4 separate regions of the Mus musculus genome follow, and regions 2, 3 and 4 are each linked to region 1. A link is a contact called in public HiChIP or PLAC-seq and promoter capture Hi-C data. All regions are on one chromosome and are shown on one strand. The core of a region is the stretch at or near the end of the contact, and the rest is flanking DNA. Distances in the headings are between cores, read along the strand shown.

Region 1 (3,251 bases), core at 447-2,946:
TAAAACAATATCCTAAGCTGCTGATTAAAAAGACAAAATTGGCCCAAATAGGTCATATATGTATACCATATATAGTGCAAGACTGGTTCCTTAGCATAAGTTAAGAGGCGATGGCCTGCTGTGAAGTCAGTCAGGCTGATACTGGGGAAACTGCAAATGCAAGAATGTAAGTTATGAACTTAGGATCAAAAGGAAAACAATTCAAGTGTTGAAAATCCACCTTAAATTCCTATTGGGAAGTGCTCATGTTTTTTATTTTTAAGAGGGTGGCAGAAGGGAGTGCCAAGGGCATCTAACCAAGGGCATGCTGGAGAAAAACTCTACTATTAACTTATCCTCTCAGTCAGAAGTTTTTATTTTTCCTTTTTAGCTTTGTTGGAAAAATCCATTGACTACAGTGGAGGGAGCTTGAAATTTGAGGAGTCTTTAAAAGCAAATCTGGCAGAAGAGGTTGTCTTTTCACTAAAAGCAATTAGTAGTTTTCTAATTTCTCAGATGAGTCTCCATTAGCTGCAAGGCCAATGACTGACCACTCACTTCTCCTAAGGGAAACTGTTTTAGAAAGCTATTTTCTCATTGAAGGTTTAAAATAAAACCTCTCCAAGTTTCTCAACCAGGTGATTCACTGACATGAAAAAAAGTCTCTGCAGAAGAAAACTTAAAAATACTCCGTCCATCATTCACTACCTTCTTGTCCGGGACTAGTTAGTTGAAAACCCAAACCAAAACAAACAATCCGTCCCCCCCAAACCAAAACTTTATTATGAACAATTTGAGACATAAATACTGGTATGATAGCATATGTGTACATATCCCACAGCTCCAACATCGAAGGACATCCTCAGTTAATTTATTCCCTTCTTTCCCAGTTTCCAGAGGCTTAGTCTAAAACAAAATAAACGTATTGGATCATTTTACCTATCAACACTTTAGTGTGTGTGTGTGTGTGTGTGTGTGTTTTAAATTTAAAGCCACATTACCGTAAGCACGTTCGATAAGGATGACGATAATTCCTTAGTAACATAAAATACTCGGGGAGCGGGGGTGGGGTGGGGGTGTGGGGTGTCATTGCTAACAGGTAGGGGACAGAACTCCGTAGTGGGGACTGAACAAGAAAGGAGAGAGAGGATGAAGTGGCCGGCTGAAGCGGATCCCGGCTGCGAGGAGACCAGCACCCGACTGCTCCAGGTTTCGCTGCTCGTTTACCTGCGTTGGCTCTCTCGCACCGTCAGACCAGGTCAAAGGCGGCCCCAAGTTCCCCGCCTCCAAGGTCCGGGCGGTGGCCCAGCAGGCTCGGCGCAGCTGCACAAGTCTCTGTCCCTAGACACCGGAGGGTCCCTGGAGGGGAAACGATTGACACAGCTGCCTGCACTGTGCCGCGAGCCTTCCCGCGCTGCACCTGCGTCTCGTCGCGTGGCTAGGAACTGGGACTGGCTCCGGAGTCGGTGAAGTCCAGCAGGCCCTTAGCCAGAACCTATACCGTTCGCCAGCTCCGGAACCGGGCTTTAGACACCAGGACCTTGCGGAAGAGAGAACTACAACTCCCGTCGGGCCACGCGGTCCGACCAATGGTGGTAGCCGGCGCGTGCGGGGCGCGGCGCCTGCGCGGCGGTTTGAGTAAGAGGCCGTACGATTGGCTGCGGAGTCGGGCGGCCGCGCGGGGCCTGTGGGAAGCGGAGTGACGGAGCGAGCGGCTGTTGGAGGAAGGAGGTGGGGGGCCGGGAGCGCAAATGGCGTTGAGATGGTTCAGGGCCCTGTTCAAACTCCAGCGCTGACCATTCACCGGCGGAGGCGGCGGCGCAGAAGGCGGCGGCGGCCCAGCGGGGGCACGTAGCGGGCTCGGCACCGGCGGCGGCCGCCAGGGAGGCCTAGGCCCTGTCCGGCCGGCGCGCCTGAGGTGGGGAGGGAAGTTGCGGGGCCGCCGCTCACCCCCCACCCCCCCTGTCGCCCGAGCTTCCTATTTACCGAAGCGGAGCCGCGGACTGTGACGGCAGCAGAGCCCCTCGCCCCTCTCGGTGGCACCGGTCGGCACTGGTCTCTCGCGCGGGGCTCCCGCGCCCGCCCGCGGGCCGTTGGGAGCCGGAGAGGCGGAGGCGGCCCGAGGCCAAAGCACCCGCCAGGCGCCGAGGGTAAGTGAGGTCTCGGGCGGCTGCCTAGGCCCGGAGTGAGTTGGGGCGGGTGGAGGCGGCAGGGGCGGCGCGAGGCTCGTTGCTCACCTGGCTTCTAAGGAAGTTGGGCACCGGAGGATCGCAAGAAACTCTTTCCCTTCCCACCTCTTAATTTTGCCTTTTGAGTTCTTCTCCGGCTACTTGATTTGACTTCTCTTTTCCAAACCCGGTCCGGTTGATTTGAGTCCCGAATTCTTTTTCCCCGTCGTCTCCTCCGCCTCTAGCCGTCACCGAGAGGCCTTGCTTCGGGGACTCGGTAGCAGAAGCTTCCGGGGCGTCCGAAGCGACATCCCTTTCCTAGGCTGTGGGGGTTGGGAGGAGAAAAGTTGCGTGAGTGTCCAGCCCGAGGGGTGTCTCGGCTCCAGCCTCCGGGCGCACTCGCAGCCTCAGGTGAGGGTTTCTGTTTGCCCATTCCACTCTCCTCTCTTTATTGAAGCCCCCCTAATGCATTACCTTGGGTGTCTTTCCTGGAAGTGGCTAGGTTTCTTTACAGCTTCAGTGTAAGGAGGTTGGTTGGTTGTTTTGTATACCCTTTCCCTAATTTAAATCGCAGTGCACTTCCATCAAAAGTCAGCTGGGCTTTGGGATGAAGCGAAGGCCTCCCAAATCGAAAACAATCAGTTGTGAACCTTCTTTTCCTTTTTAGTTAGGACTGTTGGTGAAATTTGAAGCCAGAACAAGATAGTGTGTCTGAAATGTGCGTAAAACGTCATGCCAAATATATATGCTGAATTTGTACATATGTTAAGCTTAGATAATGCCATCGCAGTAGTCTGCTGACTTTTTAAAATGGACGTTATGGAAAACAGTAAAAGCAATCACGTAACTCTTGTACTCATATCTCCTGGATTCTGTACATAATAACTCAACCATATTTTCTAATCAGTACGCTCCCCATTCCTTAATATTAAAAAAATCACTGATATTTCATCAATATTTAATGATGTTAATACATCAGCGAATATTTCTGAGACGTGATCTTTTAAAAATACAGTTGTCTTATTACTTAGCTCAGTATCATATATTCATTTGCAGATCTTAATCTTGCACAGTGAATGCTTTACTGTTTTTTACGGTGAGTTT
Region 2 (3,251 bases), core at 494-2,993, 2.2 Mb after region 1:
ATTCTAAAAGTCTATAGCTGTGACATGAGAAAAACTTTTTTAGAAATTATTATTTAGGACTAGAGAAATGGCTTAGTAGATAAGAGCACTTTTTGTTCTTGCAGAGGACCTGGGTTCAATTCCCAGAACCACATGTTCTCATAATCCATAATTCCAGTTTCAAGGAATCCTTATCTTCGACCCACTGCAGGCAGCAGATACACACATGCTGCACATACATATATGCAGGCAAAATATTGGTGTGAAAAGTGCTGGGAGAATAGGAGGGTATGTGTAGGGAGGACTGCCCAAAATAAAGGATGCATGGGAAAGCCTTAAGGAAACCCACTATCTTATAACCATGAATGTGAAGAGGTGCATGCGCATGTGTGTGTATGTGTCTGTGTGTGTTTAAATGAAGGTGCCTTGTGTGGGTAGTGTGTGTGTGTGTGTTTAAATGGAGGTGCCTTGTGTGTGTGTGTGTCTGTGTGTGTGTGTCTGTGTTTAAATGGAGGTACCTGTGTGTGTGTTTGTGTGTGTGTGTTTAAATGGAGATGCCTTGTGTGGGTAGGGTGTGTGTGTGTGTGTGTGTGTGTGTGTGTTTAAATGGAGGTGCCTTGTGTGTGTGTGTGTGTGTGTGTGTTTAAATGGAGGTGCATTGTGTGTGTGTGTGTGTGTGTGTGTGTGTTTAAATGGAGGTACCTGTGTGTGTGTGTGTGTGTGTGTGTGTGTGTGTGTGTGTGTGTGTTTAAATAGAGGTGCCTTGTGTGGGTAGTGTGTGTGTGTGTGTGTGTTTAAATGGAGATGCCTTGTGTGTGTGTGTCTGTGTCTGTGTCTGTGTTTAAATGGAGGTACCTGTGTGTGTGTGTGTGTTTAAATGGAGGTGCCTTGTGTGGGTAGTGTGTGTGTGTGTGTGTGTTTAAATGGAGATGCCTTGTGTGTGTGTGTCTGTGTCTGTGTTTAAATGGAGGTACCTGTGTGTGTGTTTAAATGGAGGTGCCTTGTGTGGGTAGTTAAAATGCTTCCTTAAAAAGAAGTGGGTTATTAAATATAAATCTCAGAGACAGGCATGAGACTTCCCTGTGATTCAGGGAAGCTGCAGAAGCTCTCAAACCAATACAGAATATTACTCATCATTTTGTGTCCATACTAACACTAGATGTCAAGTCCCACTGCTGAAGACACAGCACACTCTGGTTGCAGGACAGAAAAATCAAGCTGGAACTGACCTTGAAACTTCTTCTCTGCTGACTAGATACGCTGCTAACCCCAAAATACTGACATGTCAGAATGAGGTGGCCATTAATAGTCATGACAGTTACAGAGTGGCTAACCGTCTTCTAATTGGAATCAAGGCCTGTTCCACAGGAAAGAATTCATGTCTGGTATAAGAAATCTGGTCAAAAGCCCATGGCTGTAGAAGTCATAGGATGGGACTATTACTATTGTTTTGCCAAATGTACAAGGTGTCACACTATCGTCTATGTATCTATTAATACCAATAAATTTAATGGTGCTCTCAACCTTGGTCAGAGAAACGTCTTACTGCAGTGAGTAGCAGGCAGTTGTGAGTAGAGATTCCCAACTGGCCACAGTGTTGAGAATAAGTGGTTGCTGAGTGCTCAGCCCTAAATGGGACACACAAAGGCTCAGAAATCCTACAGAAAGGAGGAGAGGTGGATGCAAGAGCTGGGGACGGACAAGAGTGCTGAGAAAGTCTGTCCTGTGGACATGGCATGGCACTGGCACTCATGACTTCACAGGAGCTACGGTTAGCTGCACACGACCTGCACAAAATCAAACACGTCAGGATTACAGTTCATGAGGCTCCACCCCTAGCTAAAGAGCTATTGTATTTGCTGGCTGCGGGGGAGGTTAGGGGTCTGGCTGAGGGTAAGTTCTAATGGACAGCTTCCTGCCCATGCTCATGCCAGCAGCACTAACTCAGAAGCTGTTATAACTCATAAACTGCGTGATTTTTTAAAAGGAGGAAGAGGAATAAGGAGAAGGGAAAAAAGGAGGAGGAGAAAAAGGAGGAAAAGAAAGGAGGAAGAAAAGAAGGAGAAGGAAACAAGAAAGAAGAGGATGGGGAGGAAAGGGGAATTTGAAGTAGCACTTGACATTAACCCACCAGCCTAAATAATAAAGCAATTGCATTACTAATTAATTATAATTGTAGAGGCATCTTCCCAAATTACACCCTCTATCTGTAACTTAGCTTCTTAATCCTTCCCCACTTCCAAATGGCTCTACATGAGGACGCACTCGTACACTGGCAGTGCAGAGTCTCTGTGAGCACAAGCTTGGGGATGCAAGAGAGGCTCGCTCTTCTCTATTTTCTAAGTCACAAGTTTTATTTCGAAATTAATCTTTAGCATTTTTCTAACCATTAAAAACTTTCATGTAGAAGTTGAATAGACATGCTTTATGGTGATTATTTAATTCTTTAAATGCTATATCTGGCACAATCCTAATCAAGACTCTAGGATTGGTATCTTGTAGAATCACTGAATTGATTTGACGAGTTAGAAAAAGATCAGCCAAAACTGACACTCACCCCCTTAGGGACTTTCTATCTGAAACTAATAATAAAGATAGGATGGAATTTAGAGACCCAACACACAAAAACAATACAAGAAGGCAGCATTCTAAAAATGGATACACAAACACATTCGCCTCCTCTTTGAAAAAGCAATGAAGGCAATTTAATATTGCATGGCCTTTTAACCAAGCAACAGATATCTACACGAAAAGAAGTAACCTCAAAAATTAACAACAGACCTGGAAATAAAATGCACAAGTATAAACTTCCTATGTACCAGGAAAGCAAACCTGGCGTCTCTTGGCTTGCAGATGCATTTTCAGACGCAGTACACACATGTATGCACACACATAGCCATGCAGTCCAATAAAGAAAACAGGTCAATTGAAACCTTATTTCTAAACGTCATCAGCAAACTTTAAAAGTGAGAACACCATTTAAGAAATTAGATAACTCACAGACTGGAAGAAAATATTTCCCATACATGTATCTGATTCAGGACTAATATCTCAAATATACAAAGAACTATTAAAATTCAACAATATAAGGATAACTCAATTTAAAAACTTGGCAAAGATCTGGGCACCTTTAGCAAAGACGAGATATAAATGGAAAATAAGCATCTGAAAAAAATGTTCAGCATTGTATATCTTTGAGAACTGTGGATTAAAACAAGGCACCACTGCACACCAATAATCAATGTCCAAAGCACAACACCTAACGCTGGTAA
Region 3 (3,251 bases), core at 536-3,035, 2.2 Mb after region 1:
CCTTTTGTGTGCAGACTTCTACCTGTCAGAATGTGAACTCTCAGAAGCACAGGAGGCTCCAGCCAGTATTTATAAAGGTAGCTGGCACATGCTATATGCAAAACCTGATGCCTGAAATGATTAACATAGCACTATGGAAAAGCAATTGTGTGACCACCTCACAAAAGTTACTTGTTCAAATACTGGTGCAAGGATGTGTGTGTGTGTGTGTATGTGTGTGTGTGTGTGTGTGTGGTGTGTGTATTTTCACACACACAAACCCTTTCGAGTGGCAAATATAAATACAACACTAAATAAATATATAAATAAGACCATTTGGCAACGAAATAAATTCTTTAATTTCCTTTGAGTAACTATCTGCAAATATATCCAAATATACACATAAATATCTCTGAGTTGTAATATGGCAACTCCCAGTGAAGAGGAACAAGGCAAATCTGAGTTTAAAATCAGGATAGTACAGGACAGAAATGTTAACCAATATCCTGTCCAGGTTCCAAATCAGGAAACCATTGGTCTCAAAAGAAAATCACATGGGAGATTACTCAAAAGAGAAATCTGTGAGATATACTGTTGTTTCAGTTACTCTGTCATCCTATCTCCCAGGCCTAAGAAAAAGGAAATAAGTTTCTTGCTAGTAAAATTATAAATATTAATGTTTAAAAACCCATGCCTTTTGGGATGCATCGGTGGTAGGCTTCAGATTTTATAAAAATATACTGGGAAACCTTGACATCATGAGTCTACTGCACAAGCAGGAAAATGACAACACATATTATTCCACTCTTGAATTGATGTTGTATATGTCTCTCCTATATGCAAGGTTATGAATTAAGATTATTATATGTTAGAAATTACTCCAACAGAACATTTTGAAATATATGCCAGATCATTTTCCCTTAACTCTCTCATATGCAATACTCAATTATTAAACCAGTGGAGAGAAGTAGAATTAGGTACAACTGTGAACAGTTTTAACTGGCACAAGCCTTTCCATAGGACATGACAGTCTACATATTCTTCCCACACTTGTTTTAATAGTAACCCAGGGCAGCTGATTGTGTGACAGGACACAGATTCTTTAGACCTTCTTTGCTGTCTGATGGAGACTGAGGATTAATTTGTGTAATTATTTACGTTAAGGTGCTCAAACAAATGACTGACTGGTAACTTAGAATACATCCGGATAATTTTGAATTTAATGTGCAAACTGACTTCCTATATCTAAATATTAAGCTTAAACAGTTTTAAAACAATACTGGAAGTACACAGGGTAATAAAATTTCATTCTTGTCCTATGTTTTTTCATGCGAATAATTTATTTCATAATTTTCTAATGAAATATAATCACATCACTTCCCTTTTCCTAACTTTTCCTATATGCCCCCACTCCTTCTCAAATTCATGCTGTCTTTTTGTTTAATTATTATTGGAATTCAATGTTAAATAATGCTGTTCTTAAGAGTGGGCTAGTACAAGATCAGTAAAGACTACCTCTGAGAAAAGCAACAAGGTCCGCTATAAAGCACAGACTTGCTTTGGACTTGTGGCTATCCTGTTACATCAGCCTACAAGTGCTGGCGTCAACAGGACTGCACCAACCACAGCTAGATCTGTAACTTTATATATTTAAAATGAACCTTCAACTGGGCTTGTTGGTGATTTAATCTCCACACTCAGGAAACACAGGCACTTGAGACTCTGCTGGGTTCAAGGCCAGCCTAGTATTCACAGGGAATTCCAGGCAGCCAGGGCTAAAGAGTGAAACCATGTCTCAAACAAAAAGAAAAACAAAGTAAGATGACCTTTGGTTTCTCAGAGCAGCAGCCTCCCACAGCATTCCTGAGCCATGCAAGTGCTTCTCAGCATAAGCTTCCTTGAGTACAGGGAATTTACCAGCATCTAGACAAACTGTTGGTCACAGTAAACAAGCAATTTTACTGTGAGTTGGGGCCTTGTCTTTTTCTATACTCAGTGGAACAGAGCTTGGCACAAAGTAATATGCATACACGTATGTATATGCTCTTTTTCTTTTCCCTTGGCTCTACTGCCTTGTTTAGTATTTCTTGTGTGTTGTAGCCATAAGGGGATACCATGCCCACTCACTCAAATCTCGAGCGGAGATTCATGTTGGCTTCAAAGTGCTTGCTTTTCTGCCACCCGGCCGACACCCTTAGCCATCTTCTCAGGCAGTCATCTGTCTCTTATTGCCTTTCACATTTCCTTCCTTCTCCTACATGGCTTCTGACAAACCCTAGTCAGTAAACCTCTCAGCCATCAACCCTTTCCATCCTTCACTTCAGGAAGATTTCTTCCTTCATGTTTACATAATGCTCAAGAGAATTCTCACAAGTACATCAAGTGAATGACTAAGCTGTCTCAAGATGTAATGAGAAAATGTGAAGATGAGAGATTATTATCTGCAATCTTCTCAAAGGGCTAGGCAGATTAAAAAAAAAACCAACTCACACTAAAATGATACTTAAATAGCCTTTTCATTTCTAAAATTTCTGCCTTAAAAAAAAAAACCCTAAAGTTTACAAACAAGAACCACACTGCACCCCCACATTTGTATCACCTAAACCTTGCCTAAATACGCTGAACTCCTACTTTTAAAAGATCATCTAAGAGATTGGAGTGCTCTTAACCTTTTTAGCGGTTAAGAGCACTGACTGCTCTTCCAGAGGTCCTGAGTTCAATTCCTAGCAACCACACGGTGGCTCACAACCATCTGTAATGGGATCTGATGCCCTCTTTTGGTGTGTCTGAAGATAGTGACAGTGTGCTCATATAAATAAATAAAAAAAAAGAACATCTGGAGCAAGGTATACTTTTTGAGTGAAAAGAAACTCACTATAATTATAGTAACTGTTTCCAAAATTATGTATTTCAAAGGAAGACCAATAAACAGGGGGAAAAGATCACACAGTAAACTTATTATTAACTAGATACGTAACTATTATTGAAGTAATGAACATGCATTTATTTATTCACTGAATGAACCCCAGTGAAAGTACAGTAATTCCTAGATTAGACTTTCTGACTGTACACACATGAGCTTTCACACTAACTTTCTATTTTCCCTTAGGACTCGTGGGTGTTCCAGCTTAACTGTGCACTTACTGTAGCCACACCCACCCACCCCACCCCACCCCAGCAACCTTGCCTTTACCAGCTGTTCTGTAGTTAAGAATGGTGCAATCCTCCCATTCTAATTTTCAAAACCTCCCCTCTGGCAAGGTTCTTCCATG
Region 4 (3,251 bases), core at 407-2,906, 2.2 Mb after region 1:
AGCAGATTTCAAGAGCTTTCAAGTAGCTTTCAAGAGTTGAAATTCACCATGCAGAATGTATGTCAGGATAACAACCTACTGCGGGTACCACAGGTACCTTCTCCAGTGCAGACAGCATCAACCCTAACCCACATGGACTTCCAGTCTTCACTCATAATGTTTACACTGGTAAATGCTTAACTCTGCAAACCATTCTCCACAAATAGTAGTTGCTGGGTAAGCAGGTCTCCACTCACTCAGCTCTACCTACAGCTATACCAGTGGTTTTTTCCTTTGCAGTCTGTGCCCACAGGACTGCTAGCTTTGTACCATGACAATTACAGTCCCCAAGGACCAGGGTGCCTTTGAAACTCAGTCTTTTTTTTTTTTTCCGTTCTCAATTTCACTCTTTAATTTATATTGCACCAAAAGAAGTTCACAGCTGGAGAATGATATTAAAATTATACAGAATATTCTTTCTTTAAATCCCATTTCCCTCAGGCTAATTCTTGCCACTAAAAGTAGTTTAATTCTTTTCTAAAGCAAGTCCCCAAAACAAATACCCATACCCATTCTCCATCTCTTAATGGTCTCTCGTGTGTGTGTGTGTGTGTGTGTGTGTGTGTGTGTGTGTGTGTGTGTGTTTTAAGCCAGATATCAGATCCTGAACTCTTTTGTAAGAGCATTTATATAAACCACAGAGAGCATGGAAGTCCGAGAGCTGAGCCTCCCAAATGCTCTGGCTGAATTTCTAAGAGTGCCAGTGTTTCCCTCACAAATGAGACATAGAGAAATTTTATTAAAGGGTTTCTGGGCACTGTTTAGGGCCCAGTGCTGGCTCCTGCTGTAATATGTGTTTGGGAAAAGAAGATAGGCCCAAGACATTCCATGTGTAAAGGTTCCCAGAAATGGGGTCCCACAAGTGGTCTGGACACCTCATCCTGTCACCCTGGATCCCTGTGACCACCCTGGAAGCAAGCTGGAGCTTTGCCTATCCCATCCCTAAAGTAGAAAGCTGCTTTCAGAAACAACAGGCATTTTTCTAGGCAAAGCTCTGTGGCCCCAGTGAGTCAGTGGGTCTCCCAAGGTGTCTAGCTTTAGCAGACTCACCCCCAGGAGAAAAACAGTTTGTACAATCATGCATGATTAAACGAGGTGACAAGGCAGTAGCCACTAGGAAGAGAAGGCACCACTATTACCTACAGATACGGTCCTGTACACAGACCAGCTCTTGAGGCCCACAAATAGCACTATTGAAACTGATAACAGCACAACCCCAGTCCGAGATCCATATACAACAATCAATTGCCTCTCTTTATACAAGGGCTGAACAAAATCTACAAGAAAGAAAACAGCAATAAAACTTCACGTGCAATGGCATAAAAAGGATAATGTACTGGGAAATAAACATAAGGTATCCTGACAATTATGAGACAGAAATAACTGAAGGAGCGGCGCGTGTTTGTAGACAGGGAGAGGCAGACGGTTAAGGTGATGGTCAACCCAACACCAGAAGACCTCTGCTCTCCCCACTGAGATCGTGTGCTTTTGAAGAACTTGACCAATGATCCCTAAATTTACACAGAACTGTAACGGTGAACGGCCTAAATAGTACTGACTGACGAGGGAGTACTTCCTTCTTTCATAACGACTTACTGTTATGAACAGTGCACACGGGCACAAGAACCCACAGAGAACCTTAGGGCGGATGTCTCTCTGTAGAAAACAAATTCTTCTCTTTACACTCAGTTGATTCTCAGGAAAGGTGACAACACTAGTGCTTTTGAGAACTGGAAACTGATGTCCCACGCAGATGAATGCAAGCCTTTGCTGCATACTTGGTACCAAAACCAGCTGGGTTTCGCACCACGGGGGTCGGTGCAGGAATTCAGTAGCATAACTGCTGCAAGATGTCCCAGAAGATTATCTTTGAGATCTTGCGTTTGGCAAGGATTCGGGTTTGACACCAAAAGAACAATGAAGTAAATTTAAAGAATGTTACATTTGGCTTTATCAAGATGTAAACATCTGTGCTGTGCTCCCTAAGATGTGAAGATAAGCAACCATCTGAGAGAAAATAACTTCCCAAACCCATATCCATTAAGCAGCTTGTATCTAGAACACAGAGTGCAACTTCACACTTCGGCAATACAAAGAATGCCCATAAGAAAAAGCACAAAGATGTCGCTAGACCTGCCACCAAACACCCATAAATGAATAGCTAGTGACAACACAGAAAAATAACCCATTAGGTCTTAGGAAAAGGCAAATACAAAAGCACTACTAGGCATTGATTCGCAGCCACTGACCTGGATACACTAGAAAAGCCCCGTGACAAAGGCTGGCAAAGACAGCAGGGAAGAGGACCACCAAACACTGCCTGTAATAACATGGAATTCTGCGGGCCCCTTGAAAATAGCTTGGCAGCTTCTTGAGAGAGTAAACATAAATGTATCTCACACCCCAGCACTTCCATTCATAGGTGTATTCCCAAGAGAAAGAAAAATACATCCATATGAAGGTCTAACCCCAGATGCTATTGGGGGTCTCTATTCATAATACCCCTAAATGAAAAATAAGTAAATATCTTCCAATTGGTGAATGGACAAACACATTGTATATGCCCACACAGGAAATACTAATGGAATTAAAGCTGTTTATAACTTCCTGTGATAGGATTGCATTGTGAGTCATTTCTGCGGTGACCCAGGTAAGGGCCTGTCTTCCTGACATCAGAACTAGGACTACAGCTTCATGTATTCACTCCTTGTTTCACCCAGACTATCGAAGTTGACAGTGCTGTGTCAGAGATAGTTCAACTATTAGTTGTCCTTTTCAAACGTGGCTCATTTGTTCCCTTGGCACATATAAGCTAGGCATGTCCCTCTCTGGGTTCTCCATGTTAAACGTCCTTACTTATCACACATTTCCAAATAGGTGTGCCAGGGATGTAGATGTACTCTGAGTAGTGATTCCTGGGTTCTGTTGCTAGATGGCTGTTTGCTATAAGGTCCCGGTTGTCACTATATTAGCTTCACCTTCATGCCTGAAAGGACAGAATGCGTACACACATGGGTGGGTTTCTAAACAACGCTTGAATGGTGCTAGACACTAGAGCTGGCCAAAGGAGGGGGTAACGGTTGCTTGGCTCCACAACTCCCTTTGGCTGAAGACTCGGGCTTCCGTGGCTTTGTTCACTAATGCCTGCCATCCCCCCAAGCTTGGATGACTTGAAGGGCAGACCACTGGATTCTGCTGCCTGGTTTTGAGCC

Evidence for each region. Promoter capture Hi-C pulls out the DNA fragments that hold promoters and counts their contacts. HiChIP or PLAC-seq counts read pairs in DNA pulled down with a chosen protein or histone mark.
Region 2: an H3K27ac HiChIP or PLAC-seq map of embryonic stem cells shows a contact between it and region 1, with 9 times the contacts expected there. The contact joins the enhancer-like site here to the promoter of Wapl in region 1. A contact is called at or near these places in 7 of 39 promoter capture datasets (the 3T3-L1 cell line, the HPC-7 cell line, cranial neural crest and 3 more), 10 of 115 datasets of contacts at active chromatin or transcription factors (astrocytes, cardiomyocytes, differentiating embryonic stem cells and 4 more) and 1 of 9 other capture datasets (embryonic stem cells).
Region 3: a contact with region 1 is called in an H3K4me3 HiChIP or PLAC-seq map of stem cell-derived neural progenitor cells, with 12 times the contacts expected there. The contact joins the enhancer-like site here to the promoter of Wapl in region 1. A contact is called at or near these places in 7 of 39 promoter capture datasets (the 3T3-L1 cell line, the HPC-7 cell line, cranial neural crest and 4 more) and 1 of 115 datasets of contacts at active chromatin or transcription factors (stem cell-derived neural progenitor cells).
Region 4: a promoter capture Hi-C map of pre-B cells shows a contact between it and region 1. The contact joins the enhancer-like site here to the promoter of Wapl in region 1. A contact is called at or near these places in 6 of 39 promoter capture datasets (the 3T3-L1 cell line, cranial neural crest, hippocampal neurons and 3 more) and 3 of 115 datasets of contacts at active chromatin or transcription factors (embryonic forebrain, large pre-B cells and neural tube).

What each region holds. Positions count from the first base shown.
Region 1 is chr14:34,672,232-34,675,482 of GRCm38.p6, forward strand. It overlaps Wapl (WAPL cohesin release factor), which reads left to right and starts at 1,697. Exons shown (of 19, transcript NM_001004436.4): 1 at 1,697-2,129. 5830448L01Rik (RIKEN cDNA 5830448L01 gene) reads right to left here and starts at 2,437. Exons shown (of 1, transcript NR_165636.1): 1 at 740-2,437.
Region 2 is chr14:36,910,133-36,913,383 of GRCm38.p6, forward strand. All of the region lies in intron 5 of Ccser2 (coiled-coil serine rich 2), which reads right to left. Among named protein-coding and RNA genes, the nearest start is that of Ccser2, 57 kb to the right of the region's middle. Within about 2 kb of position 1,744, at least 34 of the 459 cell types and tissues checked have an H3K27ac peak or open chromatin away from gene starts, as enhancers often do. A contact at or near this core is called in the HPC-7 cell line, cardiomyocytes, embryonic stem cells and 1 more, where this site is marked.
Region 3 is chr14:36,891,381-36,894,631 of GRCm38.p6, forward strand. The region is part of intron 9 of Ccser2 (coiled-coil serine rich 2); the gene reads right to left. Among named protein-coding and RNA genes, the nearest start is that of Ccser2, 76 kb to the right of the region's middle. Within about 2 kb of position 1,786, at least 68 of the 459 cell types and tissues checked have an H3K27ac peak or open chromatin away from gene starts, as enhancers often do. A contact at or near this core is called in liver, stem cell-derived epiblast-like cells and stem cell-derived neural progenitor cells, where this site is marked.
Region 4 is chr14:36,867,330-36,870,580 of GRCm38.p6, forward strand. No RefSeq gene overlaps it. Among named protein-coding and RNA genes, the nearest start is that of Ccser2, 100 kb to the right of the region's middle. Within about 2 kb of position 1,657, at least 39 of the 459 cell types and tissues checked have an H3K27ac peak or open chromatin away from gene starts, as enhancers often do. A contact at or near this core is called in pre-B cells, where this site is marked.